Regions from separate parts of the Anser cygnoides genome. Here region 1 is linked to region 2. Evidence: chromatin contacts called from public Hi-C data. All regions are on one chromosome and are shown on one strand. Each heading gives the region's core, a stretch centred on a gene start, on an enhancer-like site or on the middle of the called end of the contact. The rest is flanking DNA. Distances are from core to core; before and after follow the strand shown. Region 1 holds the start of SNAI1 (snail family transcriptional repressor 1). Region 2 has its middle 20 kb from the start of UBE2V1.

What was found. A called contact is a pair of places that touch in the nucleus more often than the background predicts.
Region 1: a contact with region 2 is called in a Hi-C map of fetal liver, with 1.9 times the contacts expected there. The contact joins the promoter of SNAI1 here to the enhancer-like site in region 2. A contact is called at or near these places in 4 of 7 Hi-C or Micro-C datasets (fetal liver, granulosa cells and liver).

The regions. Positions count from the first base shown.
Region 1 is chr16:8,816,907-8,821,094 of Taihu_goose_T2T_genome, reverse strand. It overlaps SNAI1 (snail family transcriptional repressor 1), which reads left to right and starts at 1,835. Exons shown (of 3, transcript XM_048072602.2): 1 at 1,835-1,992; 2 at 2,603-3,112. The coding sequence starts at 1,914.
Region 2 is chr16:8,764,884-8,769,505 of Taihu_goose_T2T_genome, reverse strand. No RefSeq gene overlaps it. Among named protein-coding and RNA genes, the nearest start is that of UBE2V1, 20 kb to the right of the region's middle. Within about 2 kb of position 2,380, at least 1 of the 3 cell types and tissues checked has open chromatin away from gene starts, as enhancers often do. A contact at or near this core is called in fetal liver, where this site is marked.

The sequences.
Region 1 (4,188 bases), core at 586-3,085, 52 kb before region 2:
TGCAGGAACTCAATTTTAAAGGCCTTATTGCAGAAGGGGCTGGTTTGGGCTCCTAAATCCCGTGAAGTATGACTGCAGGAGAGCCAAGTGCTCTGCCAGAGGAGCTGCTTTCACCTCGTCAGCAGCTGATCTTGTGGCCGCGCTGAGTCCCAAAGGCCCATTGTTGGCGGTAATGCAATCGGGCTGCCTTGGCCTGTGAAATGCCCAGCGTCTGGCACAGGGAGCCAGCAAAATTAGCACGTAGGGAGAGGGACAAGAGGGGAGGAGACGAGCATGCATTTAGGCTATTTTTTTTTTTTATGAATCTGTCTCTGGTCAAACGGTGGCCTTAAGCTGCTGATAAATTGATGCCGGTATTAATTGCCTAACACGATCAGCATCACTTCATCTGGAATACCCGCACTAAATCCCTCTGGGCTCCTTGCCCTGGGGAACAGCCTCTTGTAAAGGCCCCTGCCCGTGGTCAGGCGCTAACAGCGTGGCCTGGGTCCCGGTGCCCGTGTGACAAAGGCACAGCCAACCTGACAGAGGCACGCGGCCGCCGCTGAGACCGGCACGGGAGGGATTAGCCTCGCCCGGTCAGGACTGCTAAACTCAGGCGTGGCTTTGCCAGCTGCCCCCGGCCCGGCAAGGCTGGCGGCCTGCCGAAGCGCTGCGCCCCGGGGGCTTTTCTCCAGGGCCCCGGCGGGGGCGCGCCGCCAGCAGGGGGAGCCCCGGGCGCGCCGCCGGGACCCCGCTCCCGGGGCCGCTCCCCCCGGCCGGGGGGGCGCAAGGGGCGGCTGCCGCTCGTCCTCCGGGATCCGGATTTTCCCTCCGGTAAAAGTGTTTTTGTTTGTTTGTTTGTCTGGCTTTGGTGGTTTTTTTTCCTTTTTTTTTCCTTTTTTTTTTCCTTTTTTTTTTTCCTTTTTTTTTTTTTCCTTTTTTTTTTTTTTTTCCCCTTTTTTTTTTTTTTTTTTTCCCCCACGTGCAGCCCTGGGGAGGGCTCCCACCATCCATCCGCCACCCTGCGGGACGAAGGGGTTTCCCACAGAGAAAACCCCACGTCTTGGAGTGGCCCCAGCCCCATCGCCGCACCCACGGGGGGGCCCCGGCCCCCCCCATTGATCCTCCGGGGGCAAATCCCAGGGGGAAACACCCGCGGGAAGCCGAGGGCAGTCCTGCAGCAGAGGAGGGAGGGATGCGGCTCCAAGCAATGGGGCGGGGGGCTGCAGCTGTGTGTGCCCCCCCCCCCCCAGCTTCGCTTCCACTTCTGCATTTGGGGCGGGTTGCGGCCAAACAGCGCCCAGCAGGTGCCGGGCCCCGGGGGGGCAGAGCTGGGGCTGGGCAGTGGGGAGGGGAGGGGAAAAAGGGAAGGGATGGGAAGGGAAAAGGGGAAAGGAAGAAGGGAAGGGATGGGAAGGGAAAAGGGGAAAAAGGGAAGGGCAGAAGGGAAAGGATAGGAAGGGAAGAGAAGGGGAGAGCAGGGAAGGGACAGGACGGGACACAGAGGTCTGATGCCCGGCTTCCCCGGGGAGCATCCCCAGGGATCCTGGGCTGGACCCAACCACATCCCAGTGGGGGCACCCCCACGCCCCAACCACCCCAAAGCCAAAGGAACCAGAGGGCCCCCAGCCCACGCGGCGGGGCACAGCAGCCCGCACGGAGGACCCCAAAACCCCCTCCCCGCGGGCACCAGCGGCGTGTCCCAGGTCCCCGATCCCGGTCCCGGCGCCCGCGGCCCCTCCGCTCCCCCCGGCCCGGCCCCGGGGCTGGGGCCGGCACCTGCCGGGCTCCCTCCCCGCCCGCCCCATTGGCTCCGGGAGCCGGGGGCGGCCCCGCACCGCCCTCCCCGGCCCCGCACCGCCCCCCGGCCCCGATCCCATATTAACGGGCGCGGCGGCCCCGCGGCGGGCGGCGGCACCGGGGGCTGCAAGATGCCGCGCTCCTTCCTGGTGAAGAAGCACTTCTCGGCCAGCAAGAAGCCCAACTACAGCGAGCTGGAGAGCCAGACCGGTGCGTGCCGAGCCGAGCCGAGCCGTGCCGAGCCGCCCCCGAGGGCTTCGGGCTGCAGCACGGCGCGGGGGCGCCTCCTGTCCCCGGGGGGGAGCGGCCGGGAGGCTTTTTGCCCCCCTCTGGGGGGGGTTAATTTGCTAATTGCCACGGGTGGGATGGGCTCCGGGGTCTCCCGTGCTTCTTGCCCCAGGGGAGTCCCCCCGTGGGGTGGGTGGGGGAGCGGGGACCCGACCCCGGGGGCTCCCCCCGTGGGGTGGGTGCGGTGAGGTCCCCGCGATGTGGGGCGGGATGGGCAGGGACCCTTCTGCCACCTCCCTTGCCATGGGGTGCTGAGCTCCCGTGGGGTGGGTCTGTGTTCCCCAGGGTGGGCTGCTGTGCCCCGCCGCGTGGGTTGGGGGCCCTCTGGTTCCTTTGGCTTTGGGGTGGTTGGGGCGTGGGGGTGCCCGTGGGATGTGGTTGGGTCCCGTTGCCCCAGGGGGGTTTGCACAGCCCCGTAGCGGGGCTCAGGCACCACGTTCTGCTGGGTGCGGAGCCCCCCGTGGGGTGGGTTGGGGTCCCCTCGCCCCGCTCAGGGGCTGGGCACCCCGCTGAGCGCTGCCTGTCCCCACAGTGCTGGCCGCCCCGCTGCTGTACGAGACGTGCCCGCTGTCCGTCATCCCCCCGCCCGAGGTGCTCGGCCCCGGTGCCTACTACCCACCGCTGGTGTGGGACGCGGGGCTGCTCTCCAGCCTCTTCCCGGCCGGCCCGGGCACCGAGGCGGAGGCAGCGGGCGGCGCGGCGCCTGCCCTGGACCTGACGGCGCTCTCCAGCGAGGAGGACGAGGGCAAGAGCTCGGGGCCGCCCAGCCCAGCCTCGGCCCCCGCTGCCGCCGAGCGGTTCCGCTGCGCCCAGTGTGCCAAGGCCTACTCCACCTTCGCCGGGCTCTCCAAGCACAAACAATTGCACTGCGACGCCCAGACCAGGAAATCCTTCAGCTGCAAGTACTGCGAGAAGGAGTACGTGAGCCTGGGGGCTCTCAAGATGCACATCCGGAGCCACACGCTGCCCTGCGTCTGCAAGATGTGCGGCAAGGCCTTCTCCCGGCCCTGGCTGCTGCAGGGCCACATCCGGACGCACACCGGTAATGCTGGCTCTCGCCCCTCTCCCTCCCTCCCTTATCGCCCCCGGCTTCCCCGCTCCGCAGCCCGAAGCGAATCAGCGGTTGGGGTGTTATCTCGGAAGATAAGGGCTTCCCAAACCCCCTCGGCACATCTCTAAAACGTCCTTTAAATATCCTCCCGGCTGGAACCGAGCGTGGGGTCAAGGCTCGGCCCGTAAATCCGTGCCGCGCCAGCCAGCCCTGAGCTGACGGCACGTGCTCACCCTGAATTTCACGAACCGGGGCTGTGACACACCACTGGGGTGCTCCCCACCGTGCCAGCAGCATCCCCGCCTGCACACCCAGCCCGCCACCGTGGGCTCCGTGCGCTCCCCGGGGCACCAGGAGGTTTGCGGGGCGCGAGGTGCGTGGGGCAGGTGCCGGCGGCCGCCCCCTGCACCTGTTGTGCGGGGCCGCAGCTGCAGCCCGCCCCGCGCCTACAATGCATCTCCCGAGCATCCTTTGTGGCGCTACCGGGACAGTTTAATTGTCGCTTGGCACTGATTTCACACCCTCTCAGCGTACTAAAGATGACGGCTGAAGGAAGCCGGGAAGACTCGATTGTGCTTTCCAAATTGAGCATAGGCGTTTGTTTCCTCCAAAAGAGCCTTTGAGGGGAATTCACCCTGGCCGGGCTTTTCAATGCGAGCCGGGAAGGAGAAGGGGGAGCGCGGGCGCGGAGGAAATAGCTGCACTCACCCTGGAGCCGGCGGCTTTCAGCCGCTATGATATAATTAACAGAGCTCCGCTTCCCTGCCGCCCCGCAGACGGCTCCCTTAGCTCAGGGCCGGAGCTCAATGTCGTGGCTGCATTTGTAAGCCGAACTGCCTCGCCGCTCGCAGATGTTCCTGGCGTCGTTTTTCTGGGGTTGCGACCAGAGGTTTTTCTGTGAGCAGGAAATTCCCAAGTCCGAGGCTTTCCTCTGAGTGAATGCAGGCCGGGCAGCGCTGGCTCTCGGGCGAATAATAACAGCCTGCATTCCTTTTCACGCCGCTCCTCGCAAACTTTGGCTAATGAATGCCCTGGTCTTTGATATTCTCCATGTGTTGATGCACTGG
Region 2 (4,622 bases), core at 1,131-3,630:
AGGGTGCGGCAGCCGAACCTCCCGGCAGCAGTGCGGGGCATGCACAGCACCATGTGCTCAGCAGGACCTCAGCCCCACGAAGCCAGCTGAGGATGTGCTGAGGAGCAGCAGGTCGATTTGTCCGGGCCGTATGTCCTGCAGGTGGTCTCCGTGATGAAAACGGGGATGTTCTTTGCAAGGGATAAATCCACGCTTTGATGCTAGCTGAATACTTGTTAATGGAAAGTAGGTGTTAAAACCCACCGCAGCATCGCTGCTTCTCAGGATGTAGGAGAAACCTCTGTTTTCACCTAGGCAACAGCAGGAATCGTTGCTTTGTGTGGGTTAATCTTATAATTCTGCAAGTTTCCTCCAATACACGGCTCCCCAGTCCCTCACTCTGTTCCCGTTCCAGCTGGCCCACCCAACTGCCAGAGCCGCACCGCACCGCACCAGCACAGCCGTGCAGCGAAGTCGTCCTGCAAGATATGCTCAGAAAGGGGATGGCAAAAGAAATCGTGCTGCGGCGGTCTGCAGCTCCAGAGCTCTCCTTGTCCCCGTCTGCGCACGTCTCCTGCCACTCAGGGAGCGGTGACAGGCTCACCGAGTCACCCGAGTGCCACCAGAGGCCCTGCTCTGTGGAAATGAGGCCCGCAGTACCGAGTGCCTGGAGCCCCTCACGCACGCAGCCCCGCTCGCTCAGACCTCGATGGAAGACCAGGGAAGGGCAGCAGGACGGAGCCGCAGGGCTTTGGTGCCTGGGGAGGCAGGGGCCAAACAACCCCGCAGCACAGGGCCCCTCTGCACCTCTGGCAGCAGCGCCTGCCCAGCGGGGAAGGTGGCGGTAGCACATTTCTGCCCTACACAATTCCACTGCTCACAGAGATAACCGATTAACCCGCAGCATGCGAACTGATTGGATGCAACCATACTCCGAGAAACTTGTTTAAAACTTCTATTCCCAACCCTTTTTTTTCTATTATTATTATTACAGGTAATTAAACAGGAAGCGTTCGCCCCATGTAAGAGTGTCAGGGGCTATCAAACTGATGGATTCAACCTGCGGGCCAGGCACAGCCTATGTAAACAACGCCAGACCCTGTCGGAACACGCGGAGTTACACCTCCTGCCCGAGCAGGGGATGAAGAAAGCAGAGACCACGTCACAGAGAAGCTGACCGGCAGCGCGGCCTGCCTGGGGACACACCGCCTTCGGTAGGAATCCCTCTCCCTGCTGCTCTGCACAGCGCGCCGCCATGACGGGACAGCAGAGCGGGGTTTGAACAACTCGAGAGCAGAGGCTTGGCCTCCTCAGGTTGGGTTTGTTGACGTGTTGTTTTTTTTTCTGCTTTTCTGTTTGCCCCAGCTTCAGGGGCTCCTGCTCGGTGCCCAGCACAGCAAACATCTCCCATGGGTTCCGCAACCCAGTTACAGACACACGAAGTGCTCTGGGGTTCATGAGCTCAGCGAGTAGTTGTCTCTGTCAGATGTCTTCCCCCAGCGAAGCTGCACAAGAAGCCTAGCGTGAACCGTTCCGGTGTAAGTATCCAAGTCATTTCTGTTAAACCTCCCTCCTCACACACGCCCGTACCACCAGTGACTTTCAAACCTTGTGTAAGAGAAGCCACCTCCAGCGGGGATCTGAGCTCCCACCGCAGCCCACGGCGAGGAGCTCCGGCAGCAGCCCCAGATCACGGCGACTGCCCAGCACCTCGGGCTGGCACGGGGCGTCTGCCACCTGGGCACAGAGCAGCTTCAAGGCAAGAAGCCAGGAGACCGCGGGGAACTGTCATACACGCTGCAGAAACAGAGCCCGAGGCACAAACTCACCCCCAGCTCCAGCCTGCGATGCACTCCCCAGCGAGAGGAGCAGAGGCTGCCTGTACAGCCACGCAGCCCTCAGCTCCGGCAGGACCCGGGTTTGGATCAAAATGCTCCTCGCTTTAGGACTAGAGCGGTCCAGGTGCTGGAGAAAAGGCACTGAGAGCCGACAGAAGCAACAGTGACCTGCGAGGGATGTTCCTTTCACACCGACGGGAGTTCACAAGTGGAATCGGGAATATTTCAGGAGAAGAACCACACATTAAAAACTCATTTTTTTAATGTATGCAGTAATTAAAAACATGACCGTACATGCTGGATTTGATCAAATCCTCCCCTCCCGGCAGGCCTACGCAAGGCACGGATGAGCTTAAACCTAGTGGACAGTGACCCTGCGAAGGAGGCAAGCTGAAAGCGGTTTCGTTGTACTGGCGGGGTGAGGGGAAGGGAAGGGACACAGGACCCGGGATTGTGTTTTGCTGGGAAGCATGACGACATCCAGAGAAGGAAGGGAACACTCTAAGCCTTCTGGCCTAAATTATCTGCTAACACAAATAATCAAATTCCAGGGACCACACTGCTCTGGCGCCACCGAAGCGAGGGGGAGGCGCGGCCCCAGCGCTGCGTTAGCAGGTGGCAGCCCGCGTCTGACCCGCGCGGGGTGCTCGAGTGTGATCTACAAAACGCTGATGCTCTCTGAGGAAGCCAGCAGCACTCTCAGTATCGTGGGAAGTTTTTAATGGCTTGCTCAAGGCAAGGCCTCTAAAATGTTTATATTAATGCTTGCATGTTGGATAGCCACTCGCTCGCTCTCAGCTGGAAAGCAGTCCAAGCAGCTGAGAAACATCTGGCCGCTAACCTTGGACAACATTTAATCTGGTAGCCCAGGGATTTAAGAGGTCTCTTTGGAGGGAAAGAAGTTTGGCAAATATCTTACTGCGATCTCTGTTCTGCTCAGTTGTTTCCCAAGCCCAGCCACTGCCCCAGCGTTACACACACAGGGGCTCTTTATCACGACCCTATTTACATTTGCACAGCGGCCGAGCCCCAGCGATTACAAAAAGCTGTAATTAAGCATTACCCCCAATTTCCAGGAATACTCCTGAAGGTGTGGGCCTGTGTGTGCGTCCTGCTGACATGTGCTCCTCCCTGCTCCGAGGGAAGAGAAAGCAGCTGGTTGTTGATTCACAGCCCCCCTGCTCGCCCCGACACCCTGCCCCAGCCCCAGCGCGCTCAGGACCCGCGCCGCCAGCCCCGCTGCCTCAGCCCCATCCCGCACGAAATCTGCCAGCACTCACACACCCCACAAATCAGCGCCTATCTGCCCCGCGGCCTGCAGCACAAGGCACACAACTCCCCTGTTCTCTGCAGTGTGTTACCAGGCAAATTCTGGACAAGGGGGTTTAAAGCAGACGTGTAAAAAGAGAAGGGAAAATGGACACATTTCTGAGAAAGACAGCTCAGAAGTCTGCTTCCCTTCGCTTTCCAGAACTCTTGGCTGTTCCTCCCCACCCCAAGAAATTTTGTCTTTGGCTATCCCAACGCTTTCTTTGATGAGTGGAGAGCTAATGAAATAAGACAACATAAAAACATTGAGCAACTGAGAGAGAAAGGGACTTTTAGACAGAATCTGACATTTATTCTCCCCTCTCATTACCCATCACCGTACCGCAAGGCTTTCTAGACAAGTCAGGGCAAAGCCGCCAACAACCTAGCTTGAGAGGTAGAAAATTAGGACAGGACCCACATTTCTGAAAACCCTTTGTAGGCTTTATTTAAAAGAAGATAAGGCTGAAAAAGGCGACAAGATGCTTGACAGATATAAAGTGATGAGAATCTACCTTATCTCCTTATCTTCCAGGTTGTCTTCTGCTCTTCGCTTTTTTGTCGCAACAAATGGGGGAGACATGGGCAAAATGCAAAGGCACGAACGCAGGGGACATAGCACCCAGAAAGGATGGCTAGGGAGAAGACACTCAATAAAGGCTAAAAAAGTCCCTTTCCTAGCAGAGGCTGAGCATGCTGGCTCTGCTCCAACAAAGCACTTAAGCATGTGCCTAACTTCTATTTGACTTCACTTGGGCCCTTCGCAGGCTTAAAAGTTAAGCACCTTCCCCTGCAATCTGCTGCAGCAGGACCAGAGAAAACGAGAAGCTGTTAAGGGACCTGACTCTTAGTCAACAGCAAAGTTAACGGGCTGTTGGACAGCATCCGAGCCAGAGATTAATGCAAGATGGCAATTTCCACTGACTTAGGAAAACTCTAAGCCATCAGAGAAAACTTCTTAAATTTAAATAGTAAATTAAAAAAAAAAAAAAAAAGATATTAAGAATATCATCAGATTTCTTCACCGTCTTTGAGCTTGAGGTAGGTAGAGCTTGAAGCAGGCACATATTTACAGGTACGTGCAGAACTGGAACTCCCTTGTTTCAGTGCAAGCAAATGCCAGCTTAAAAAAAAAACAAACTGAATTCCCTGTGTTGTTCCTTGGTGTAGGAAACACTGTCCTGGAGGTTAAGCACCAACCTCAAACGCCTAACGGCCAATTACTGCAAACAGCACGGTAAGCCACAAACAGCACCTACAACTCCAGGCAAGACACTACAAAGACTGATATTTGGAAAGGGAGTGAGAGCACATCTCAACGCTTCTTACACTGTCAAGGACTCTTGAAAAAGTCTCTGGCTTCTGTTTCCCTTGCTAAAATTGGCATAACTTAACGCTGCATCTGCCTGGTACTTCCAGAGGGAGCTCTGGTATCGCAGCTCTTAAGTACAGCTAAGATAAAGCATTCAGGCTAGCCTGTTCTTTGGTCAGGCTGTT